Regions from separate parts of the Gossypium hirsutum genome. Here region 2 is linked to region 1. Evidence: chromatin contacts called from public Hi-C data. All regions are on one chromosome and are shown on one strand. Each heading gives the region's core, a stretch centred on a gene start, on an enhancer-like site or on the middle of the called end of the contact. The rest is flanking DNA. Distances are from core to core; before and after follow the strand shown. Region 1 has its middle 14 kb from the start of LOC107949922. Region 2 holds the start of LOC107949828 (NAP1-related protein 1).

Region 1 (5,668 bases), core at 1,526-4,025:
ACACAATCTTCATAAAGACAAAAAACAAGAATTCTATGAAAACTTTCACCAAAAGTATTGGAAAACCAACATCCAACAAAGTATCTTCAATAAAATCCCATCGGATTCGATCATATGCCTTTTCTAGTCTACTTTTATAGCCATCTAGCCTTTTTTTTCCTTTCTTGATGTGTATCGAATGCACTATTTCTTGAGCCACAATTATGTTATCTGTAATATGTCTTCCAACGATAAAGCTCACTTGATTCTATGTAATAAGTGAGCGAAAAATAGGCTTGAATCAGTTAGCAATAGTCTTTGTCACGATATTAAATAAGACTTCATAGAGACTTATTGGGCGAAAGTGGGAAATGGACTTAGGACTTTGGCTTTTTGGAATAAGAACCGAAAGAGTACTGTTAATACTTCGATCAATAGGTTGGCCTGAGAACACACCATAGACCCAATTGTACACATCCTGTCTTACTGTCTCCCATTGGTTCTGATAGAACAAGGTATAAAGACCATCAGGTCCTAGAGCCTTCAAAGGCCGCATGTTAAACACACGTTTCAAATCTCCTCTACTATAACTTCTCTAGTTAGGGACTCCATATCATGTAAATTGACGCGAGGGAAGAAACCATGTAGAGGAAACAGAGTCTGGTTTTGGTCAGACAAAGAATACAACAATGAGAAAAAACTAACAACTTCTATTTGAAGTTCTTTATCATCATAGCACTAAACACCACCGATCTTCAAAGTAGAGATCTTGTTAAACTTACACTTAGAGAGAGTTTTGTTTTGAAAAAGCTTTGTGTTTCTGTCCCCTTGTTGAATTCAATCTACCCGAGAATTTTGCATCCAAAGTAACTTTTCCTCATCAAGCACTTTTTCAAATTCGAAACACAGATCCATTTCAAGATCCAAATGAAACTTCGAGCACTTATGATCCAAGGTAGCTTGGACACTTTCAATACGACGAGCCAGTGAGCGCTTCCTTGTAGCAATATGCCTATACACTCCTTTATTCCTTTTTTTAAGATCTGATTGGTTAGCATATCTAAACTAGTTTTCCACCTATCCCAAATAAGATGCGAAAATGAAGAGTGTTGGATCCAAGAAGCCAAAAAACAGAATGGCCTGTTGTACCAAATCTGTCTAGTCGACTGTGAAGAAATCAAAATGGGTCAATGATCCAATTTTAGCCAGGGGAAGGTGAAACTGAACAGCGTCTGGGAAAGAATAGAACCGTTCACTATTCCCAATCACCCTGTCCAACCTTTCAAAAACTACACCTCTTCGCTAAGTAAATTTCGGTCCTTGAAAACCAAGGTCCCGTAATCCATTATCTTGAATGAATTTCTGAAACAACTTACAACCTAAGATTGTTGGCCGACCCCTTCTCTTCTAATCCGGAAATAAAAATGAGTTGAAATCCCCTAACAACACCCAAGGGTCCTTAATCGAATGAGCCAAATGATCCAACCGCTCCCAAAGAAAACTACGTAATCGCTTGTCTGGGCTACCATAAACAAATGGCACAAACAACTTCTTAAAAACCAAGTTCTTCTTGATGTAGAAATGGACGAACTGTGGATCATTATTAATAACATGAACCTGAGCACTCTTTTTCCAACAGACCCACAAACCTCCGAATAATCCTCGAGCTTTAATTATGTGCGAACAATCAAACCCAAGCTTGGAAATAATTATCAGCCTTAAGACCACTAATTCTAGACTCAAGAAAAGATGCAACCTCAAAATCATAATCATCCAAATAACTTCTAACTACTCTGAAAAATTTAGGACTAGCTCCCCCTTGACAGTTTCACACGAAAACATTCGGTAACATCATAATCAAAAAGAGATAAGAAGACCAAACCGTTTCAAATAGAAGAAGCATCAATTGCATTAACCTCTGATAGCCCTCCATTCGCAGAATAAGGTTCATTATTTGACTTATCAATCCCGATGTTTTCTGCAATTTTGGACATCGCATCAGGATCCTAGACTTCAAATCTATTACCCTTAACCTTAAGTAAATTGATATTGGGTGGTTTCCTCAACTTTTTAGAACCCCCCTTCTTCATTGACTTGGGATTGTATTTAGCAACAACTAGGGAAGAAGTAGATTTGGCGTTGCATCAGACATGATATTCGGGTCAAAATTCTCCACGAATGAGACCACTGAGTGGAAAGCAGCATCCAACAAAGTTTTCGGAACCCTTTTCACCATAGAAATGTGCTTTCCCCTCACTAACATGTTATTGAAATTTTGGGAAGTCACTTGAGCAGATAGGGTTTTATCTATGCTTAGGTTAGATGAACTTAGGCCAACATGTATAAGAGATAAATCACCAACCAGATCCTCAGATTTATTGCCACCTTTAGAAGAGCTTCCCATTATAATATTGGGCCTGTTAGATTTCTTTATTGGATCCATAAAATTATGGATCAATACATCCTTGGGCCTAGAGTCCCCTTGTTCTTTATCAACCATCATAAAACAAACCTCCTCATCAACTCCCAGTGGGTTGTCATAAATAGAAATCCCTTTGCCCTTAACATTAGCTGATTTTGTATGATCTGTAGCTTGATTTTCAACGGAATTTTTATTCTGAAATTCGTGCAGCACATTAAAGCGTGATCCTTGAAAACCCACCTGTTCCTTTGTCCCATCTCCGGTGGTAGACTTTCTACTAGGTTACGGCTCCGACGAATCACCAACTTCCACTCACCAAACGCCTCCATTTCAACCTGTTTATCAATCTTTTTTCAAGCATCAACCTCCACACTATGAACAGCAACACCTCTCACCGCACTCAGCATAACACCACCCTCCTCCATCGGCCTATTGTGCTTAACCTACGTAAAACAGTTTTCCTTCATATGGTCATAATTCCCACAAGCGAAGCAAACATTAGGAAGAGATTCATACCCCACTCGTTGCACACAACCATCTATTTTAATCTTAGAAACAAGGGGTTTGTTCAAATCCAATAAAATAGCCATGCGAACAAACGTCCATACTGAGCCTTCCCTGTATTATTATCTTAGTTTGATAACACGGCCAATCAATTCTTCGATGGTCTTGATAACATTTCTTCTATACATGAATTCAAGAATCCCAGGGAGTCGAATCCAAGCAACCACACTAGCCGGGAAAGGTTGGGAAGTAGAAAAATTCTCCGACCAAGGTTAAACTGTTAAATATTGCCCATACACAACCTAAGGTCCTTCAGTAGTGCTCTAACATAATCTGCTTTAAATTGGAACTTAACCAAATAATAATAATTTTCTAAATCCATGACACTAATAGGTGTTGACGACTTCCACAGACTATAAATCCTGCTGGTAAGTGCATGATAACCAATCTTTCTTCCAAGCAATTTGACAAGTGACAACTATTGCCCGAGACATGCTCTTATATAAAAGATGATGAACTCGATCAGAAAATCTAACCGATAGCAAATTATCTTTCGTCCCAACAGACACATCCATCCTCTAACAATTGCAAATCATCATCATCTTCCTCTTGTGGTCTCCGATTCGCCAAATCCACAGATTCTACCAACATATCCTTGAAGGACCTACGCCCAACCATATTCATGTCAATCCTCAAGGGATTTCCATTACTGTCCACCCCCATCAACTGATCTTCATGAACAGACTAATCATTCCGAAAGCGAACTTTTTTGGCGGCTTTCTCCTCCACCATGGACAGCGGGAGAGGGGCTGAGATCAAGTCGTTTTCCATCTCCTTTTATCTTTCACTGAATTTAAGTTTTATTATTTTAGGGTACTTAAATTCTTTTTATTTTAACAAAATTAATAAAAATATGTATACAATGGGATTTGAACTCACACCAATTTAATTAATAAAATCTTAAATTTACCTCTCAACCAAAGTTTTATTTTAATTTTTTTATGTATTTTTATTTTAATGTACACAACTTATGTGTTTAAATTTCGTCTCGCTCTCATTTTAATCTAATATTTTCCAATTTAATATGGTACACATTTTATTTATTATTATTAATTAGTTTCAAACTATATGTTTTATTATTTATTATATGTTATTTTCAAGCAAATCACTATATTCCAAATACGTAACTTTCACATGCATACGCGAGTAATAAAATTTTTAATATTTATTTTTATTATAAATTATATTTAAACTGGTGTATCACTTTTTAAAATAATTTTTAATATATTAGTAATTAAGAATTATATATTTATTTATATTATAACATATAATTTATTTTAATTATTTCAAACTAAATTGCAAAATATATAAGGTGATGGGGCAGGTATTGGGTCCCAGCTGCTGTTCAATGCCCAAAGTATTGTACATATTATCACTGACAAACAGGTGAATCATTTTCATTCTCTTTTATAACAATTAGTTTTTAATATTATATGTTATATGTATTTTTACACGATTAATTTTTAAATTTTTTTATTTTAAAAAAATATGTTAATTTTAAAAATAAAAAAAAACATGTATTAATTATAATAATAGTTCATAATAAATAGGAAAGATATTTAAATTAACTTTAATAAACATATTTAATAATAGTGATTAAAAAAATAATTGTTGAAATTTGACTTTTTCTTCAAAATAAAGTCTCAAAATATTTTTCACCTGCACCAAAAAATAACATAAAGATAAAAAAAGAATTTTAAGAGCTCTAGTATAAATTTATAGAAAAAAATTTGAAAAATTAATATCATGATATTATATTACATCATTAATTAATATAATCTTCAATTATCCTCCAATACCATTATTGTTCGAATATATTTTGATTTTGTCTCTTCAAAAAATTGTAAGACGCATCTTCAATTATTTTAAGCTTTTCGAATTTGAATGTTAAAATATAAATTATTGACATGCGTAAAACAGCATTCCCTTTATGTTGATTTTGCAGAATTATCCCATGCTTTCTTAACAGATTTACCCATTAAGCAATGTTGTTTAGTACTATATTTGCTTATTTCCTTTGGGTTTATAGTGCCATGAGCAATAGTGACAGTAGGTTGAGTCCATCCATATTCAATTACCATGCTCTTTCGTCTATTGATAAAATAAAAATCTCCATACGATGTTTCTAATAAGCATAATTTGGCGAGCCAATCATGAGATTCAACATGTCGTCCTAGGTAAATTCTATGTTTGCAGGATGGGGTTTACATATGTTGAAAGTCGGCTCCCTCTAAATTAATCTCTTCACTTACAAACTCATCTTCCATTAGTACTGTAGTGGGCCAATTTAGTCCGGGGCCCAGTAAGACCCAACATCCAAAATCAAAATAAATAAAACTCCAAAAAGAAGGTATATTAAACCGTCCATTACATATCAAGCCCAATAGACCCAATTCAACCCACAACCAGACAGCCCCAGTGCGTCGTACGTCCCCTCATGCCTTTACAGCGCACTCGACGCCCGAAGCACGACAGACACCACCGGCTTTGCACCAAAAGGGCCAGGGTTATTCTTCCAATGCTTGTTGACCTTGCCAAAATCTGCAAACAATAAATAAGGAAGACAGACACAGAAGCAAAAAGCAAAAGCAAACATAAACGGCATGTAAATCGGCTATAAAAGGCCGCATCAACCATGTATATTTTTTACACATATTCGGAGAAATCAAGACAAAAAAAATCAGTTCAAGGTTGATATTTTTA
Region 2 (6,042 bases), core at 734-3,233, 140 kb before region 1:
CTAGTTCGACCACCAATCCAACTCTTATAACACTGCACACCACACAAAGTGACTGCATTTCACAGCATGGAGATATTAATAAACTGATCTCAGGTCTAATGTTACTCAAGTCCTAAGCCTGAGAAAAATTGATTGACGGGTATAATAAACAAACCTTTCTTCAGCAAGTTGTCGCTTGTTTCCTTTCTTCTCATGATTAACTCCATTTGGCAAGCCCTTAACATTTAAGGAAAATAATTTCATTTGATATCCAAGGAAAACAGGAAACAAGAAGCAGAATAGTCATCAAAAGAGGAGAAACTCTGACCTTGCCCTCTTTCCACTTGATTGGGGTAGCGGTAATTTTGGTTCCATCATCGAGGAAGGTAAAGGTCTTCGTAAGTGTTGTATTTTCAAAGTATGGATTGGAATTGAAGTTCTGAAAAATTAAAGCCAGTCAACAAATCATCAGATACATTAGAGCATGAATTATGTTTCTTCTAACAGTAGTTGAGTGCAAGCAAATGAAATTAAGATCAACTTCAATCACCAAAAATAAGGTAAGAATAGGAATATGGATAAACTTACAAATGTGATAGTGTATCCAGATTTCAGATCTTTAAAATCCTCCACTTCAAGTGAGTTAATATATTTGAATATCTATCAAGAAAATAATTGAAAAGAAGAAGATTTATAAATAAGAAAGAATTCACAAAATGCAGGCAAACATCAAGAAACATCTATAAGAAAAATAAAATCAAAAATCAATGTTGGAAAGTAAAATAAGTAAAAAATGATAATTTCACTTTGGGAAAGAAGTGACTTTAAACCTTCTGGTCCTCTTCAGTCAAAAGATCACCAAGAGCAGGATGGCTCAAGAACTGCACATGAAAAATGCAAGTCAATTTAATATGTTCTTCTGAATATGTAAACAAATTTAACAAATTGTCTACCTCATTAAAAAGGAAAGAATAGAATCACTTACAGCTGTTAACCAGAAATCAGGAATTGAATTGATGATTTCATTCCGCTTATCATAGACCGGCTTGCGAACCTCATTGTATTTCTGCTCCACTTCCAAGACTTTCTCGCTTGCCTCTTCATTGATCTACAACCAAAAAATAATAAACAGGACCGAAAAACTTAAAATCAGAAACACCATATGTGACAATTTACCACTTCATCAGCACGCTCCTAAGCAAAGCATAGCCACATTAAATCACCTGCTCCACAATAAGGCATGATAATCCGAAGTAACTTCACACACGAAAAAAATCGTGCTTAACAAAGCTAGGGGACACTTAGATACAAGGAAGAAAACATTAAAGGACTCAATCATACTACATAGAAGATCAGATACAGGAATCAGCAATCAACATTAAATCACCTTCTCCGCGATAAGACATAATAATCTAAAGTGACTACCAAATAAATATACATATAAAACATTTATGGCATTGACCCACAATTGAAATTACAGCAAATTCAATACTTTGACATTTAAAACAACATTCAATTAACATTATACCATAAAAAAACAAAGGGAAATCCAAATTTTTATTAAAAAAGTTCTAAATTTTGCTAATTTTCCAGCACATACACCTTAAACAAGCGAGAAAGAAAAAGAAAAGAAAATCAGCGTGTATTATAAATGAAAAAGCGGCATGTAGATAAAAATGAACCTTCTCAAGCTCATCTTGGATCTCTTGAAGCTTCTCGATGGAAATGACGAGGTCTCCATCTATTTGTTCATGGTTCTCTTCCTCTACTTTCTCTGCTACTTTCATCTTCTTTCCTTTGTCGGCCACCATTTTCTAAACCCTAGAGAAGCAATATAATAAAACCCTACTACTAAAAATTTCTGCCTCTTCTCTCTCACTTTGGCTCCCGTTCTCTCTAAAACCCTAGTTTTTGTGTTTTCCCTCTGATATCCACGGGGGACAAAAGTGACTGAGAGAGAGAAAGAGGGGAGAATGTTAGGGTTTTGGGAGTTTATATCCGCTCAGTTGGGATATTTTTGGGTATTTACAAATGAATCAATCATAAGCTGAAACGTGGCCGTTATGGGGTATTAAGGTCATTTAGTTTTGAGAAATTGAGAGTAGTATCTGATATTCGGATATGGAATCTTCTCGGTGCCTTGCCGTAGTGTCCATAAGGTTGGTTGGCTTACATTAGAAACCTTGATATCTTTGTATAAATATAAAAAAACTAAAACCACTCCAATTTTTCTTTTAATTCTTTATATTTCATTATCCATCCTGATTCAAATACTAATATGATTAAAAAATTATATAAATATATTTCCATAATTATAATCAATTATGACAATGTCTTTACGTAATTAAAATAAATTATATTATCTAAAATTAATTAAAAAATTACTTCTAGTCAAATTTGAACCCTACTATTTAGGTTACTAAACATTAATCTTACCCCTAAACAATTTTAATGTAATTTTTTTCATTTAAATTATACTTTGCATGTCTTATTACCTCCATCAATTATATACCTGTACTTATTATTTAATCCCCTGACTAAATTAGTATCATGAATCAATCGAGCACCAACTCAATTAAGAAAATTATGAAAATGACCTTTTATAATTAAAATAAGTTAGAGATAAATATCAAAATTATATATGAATTTTGATCCAATGTGCAATTTCATATATTAGCTTTGATTTTGTGTGACTTTATACAAGAAAATTTTATTTGATTTAATTTTCATAAATCACTAACAATGCTATCGAATTACCACCATTTGATGTTTGATATATGGCATGTACAAACAATTATATTAATCCAACATAAAAATAAATGTGCACTGTAATACCCCCTACCCGTATTCATCGCTGAAATGGGGTATGAGGCATTACTAGATTTTATCATTTTTTTTTTGAATTCAATATAACCCCTTTACAAGTATTTAATCTTCCCTGCAATTTTAAACCGAGACCAATCCAACACAACCAATCCATTTCAACATATTTTCAAGACAGATTTAACATATTCATAAGATAACCTCATCACAAACCAAAACCAAAATTTGTTAGCCATACCAATGGCTAACCATACATTCATTTTACATTAACATTTACTTTACTAGCTTATACATGTCATTGATTTCCAAAATAAAGTTTCTTTATATACCGAGATCTTGAGGTTGATAGTGTGATGCGTCTCCGACCAAATCCGACTTCCGAGCTCTTAACACTACAAAACAGGGGAAAAGGAAACAGGGTAAGCACTTTGTGCTTAGTAAGTTCATGTAATAAGAATTATACTTACTTAATATTTTCAATACAATGCAATGAACATTCATACACTCATTCCATACATTTTTCCCTTATCATGCACAAACTCAACATTCAAATTTGTCCAATAATTTCCATGTATCAATAATTTATACCATGATTGATGAGCTCATCAATACCATGATTTCCATTCCCTTGTTATTTTTCCATATTTATCCAGCTGAACTACTTGGAATTTCGATGGATTTTCAGGGGTACACTTTAGTGTACAAATCCAGGTCCGTCAATTCATATTTTATGTGCGCACATTTCCATTTCAGAGAGCACACTCCCGCGAACCTCATCCTTACAGCGGGATTACCAGTCCAGGCTAAATCCCCTGTAATATAAACTCATAGAGTATTATCGGGATTACTAGTCCAGGCTAAATCCCCTGCAATGGCAATTACTCTAATGAGCTTGGATCTGAATTACCAATCTAGGCTAAATTCAAACCCTAACTCGGATTACCCGTCCAGGCTTAATTCATTTTCCACATATTCTTCGGGAGGGCTATATCAGGATACGATCACCCGTCCGGGCTAGATCCTTTTTACCGTTAATTCCTTTTCAGAGATCCATCGAATTTTCCTTCCATTCAACCGGGATTTCTTCCCCTTTTTATCAAATATATCAGTGTTTCATCAATTTTCATATAATGAACATTCAAATCATATTCACATTAATAACAAACATTTCAAGCATTTAAGAATATAATTCAAGTTACACGAACTTACCTCGATACTTGTTCGTAAACAAAAATCTACTAATCCCGAACTTTTTCTTTTCCTCGATCTAGCTTCGTATTTGAATTTTCTGGATCTAAATAAATAAATTTAATCATTAGTCTAATACATTTCATGTTCATGTGTAACATTCTCTATAATTCCATTATTATTTATAGTGCATTCAAAGCTGTCTTGTTGAGTTACAGTCACTAAATTATTTATATCTTGAGCTACGGAACTCAAAATTAAGATCCGCTAATTTTCCCTGAAACTAGACTCACATATATTCTTATCATAAAATTTCAGAATTTTTGGTTTAGCCAATAAGTACAGTTTATTCTTTAAAGTTTCCCCTGTTTCACTATTTGACAGTTCCGACCTCTCTTCACTAAAAGTTAATTATCTTATTGTACAGAATTCGGATGATGTTATCGCTTGTTTCTTTTGAAAATAGACTCATTAAGAATTTTAAACATATAAATTTAAGCTCCTAATTATTTTTATCCAATTTTTGATGATTTTCCAAAGTCAGAACAGGGGAACCCGAATTCATTCTGACCTTGTGTCACAAAATCTATTATATCTCATGATTTACAATTATATTACTTACACCGTTTCTTTTATAAGAAACTAGACTCAATAAGCTTTAATTTCACATTTTTTTCACCCTCTAATTCGATCTCTACAATTTTTAGTGATTTTTCAAAGTTAGACTACTGCTGCTGTCCAAAACTGTGTTAGTGCATGATGTTAATTACCATTTTTCCCTAAGCTTTCAATAAATGATAATTTCATCCCTACTCAATTAACCTCTCAATTGAGCTGCTTTTTTTTCTCAATTAACACTTTATCCCATCACTTTAAACTACTTTATAAGCTTTGGAAATCAGAATTTTAGTACTAGACTTTAATTCCAAACCTTTTCACAATTAGGTCCTACAAATCAATTTCTATTGAAATTACCTAATAAAATCATCTCATAAACAAATTAAAGCTTCAATTTCATGCTATTTCATCATAAAATTCCAGAACATATTCATAGCAACTTTCAATTTCATTCATAAAATCAAAAACTAATGAATTTAGTAATAGGACCTAGTTGTAAAAGTCTTAGAAACACAACAATTACAAGAAAAAGGCAAGGATTAACTCACTTGGTGCAAAAATTATGAAAAACCAGCTTGAAGAAACCCTTAGGACGTTTTTTACTGATGAGAATGCAGAAAAATAAAGAGAAATCTAGATAATTCCACTTTAGTCCTAACTTTTAAAGTAAATTTTGCAATATTTCAATTTTACCCTTAATTCTTCAATTCTCCTTATTTTTCTCAGCTTATGCCGTCCAAAATATCTCCTTTTGGGCTTATTTGTAATTTATTCCCTCCTCATTTAACAATTGAACTATTTAATCCTTTTAGTAACTTTTACACCTTTTTTTAATTTAGTCCTTTTTACTTAATTGACTACCCAAACATTAAAAATTTCTAACAAAATTTTAATACCATATTACTAACATTTCATAAATAATTATAAAAATATTTTTGACTCGGTTTTACGAGATCGAGGTCTCGATACCTTATTTTTACCCAATTTTTTCAATAATTTCTTTTTATAACTAACCACTAAATCGGTAAAATTTTTCTATCGATATTTTCATACGATTTTCCTATCATGTCAATATTCATGCAAAAATATTAAAATAGATTTCTCTTTAAATCGGATTTGTGGTTACAAAACCACTATTCCGATAACCTTGAATTTGGGCCATTACATGCACAATTAAATCAAAATCAAAGCTTCATGTATACATATGAACCGCAATGCATCAAATCGAAGTTCATGTATCAAATTATACATCAGAGAAAAGTTCATTTATAAATTTAATATTTATTTCAATAATTTATATTATTAAAGTGTATTCTAATCTTTGTATTTAAAAAAAAACAATAAAAATTTGCATATGATTAAATTTAAACCCCTACTATTCACATCAATAAAACATTAACCATATCACTAAATTAAAATTTTATTTTATAATAA

What was found. Hi-C and Micro-C count contacts between places; a contact is called where the count stands out from the background.
Region 2: a contact with region 1 is called in a Hi-C map of leaf, with 2.0 times the contacts expected there. The contact joins the promoter of LOC107949828 here to the enhancer-like site in region 1. A contact is called at or near these places in 7 of 34 Hi-C or Micro-C datasets (anther, callus and leaf).

The regions. Positions count from the first base shown.
Region 1 is chrD03:37,840,633-37,846,300 of Gossypium_hirsutum_v2.1, reverse strand. No RefSeq gene overlaps it. Among protein-coding and RNA genes, the nearest start is that of LOC107949922, 14 kb to the right of the region's middle. Within about 2 kb of position 2,775, at least 9 of the 9 cell types and tissues checked have an H3K27ac peak or open chromatin away from gene starts, as enhancers often do. A contact at or near this core is called in leaf, where this site is marked.
Region 2 is chrD03:37,979,248-37,985,289 of Gossypium_hirsutum_v2.1, reverse strand. LOC107949828 (NAP1-related protein 1) reads right to left here and starts at 1,983. Exons shown (of 11, transcript XM_016884600.2): 1 at 1,662-1,983; 2 at 965-1,087; 3 at 810-860; 4 at 568-639; 5 at 308-418; 6 at 155-216. The coding sequence starts at 1,790.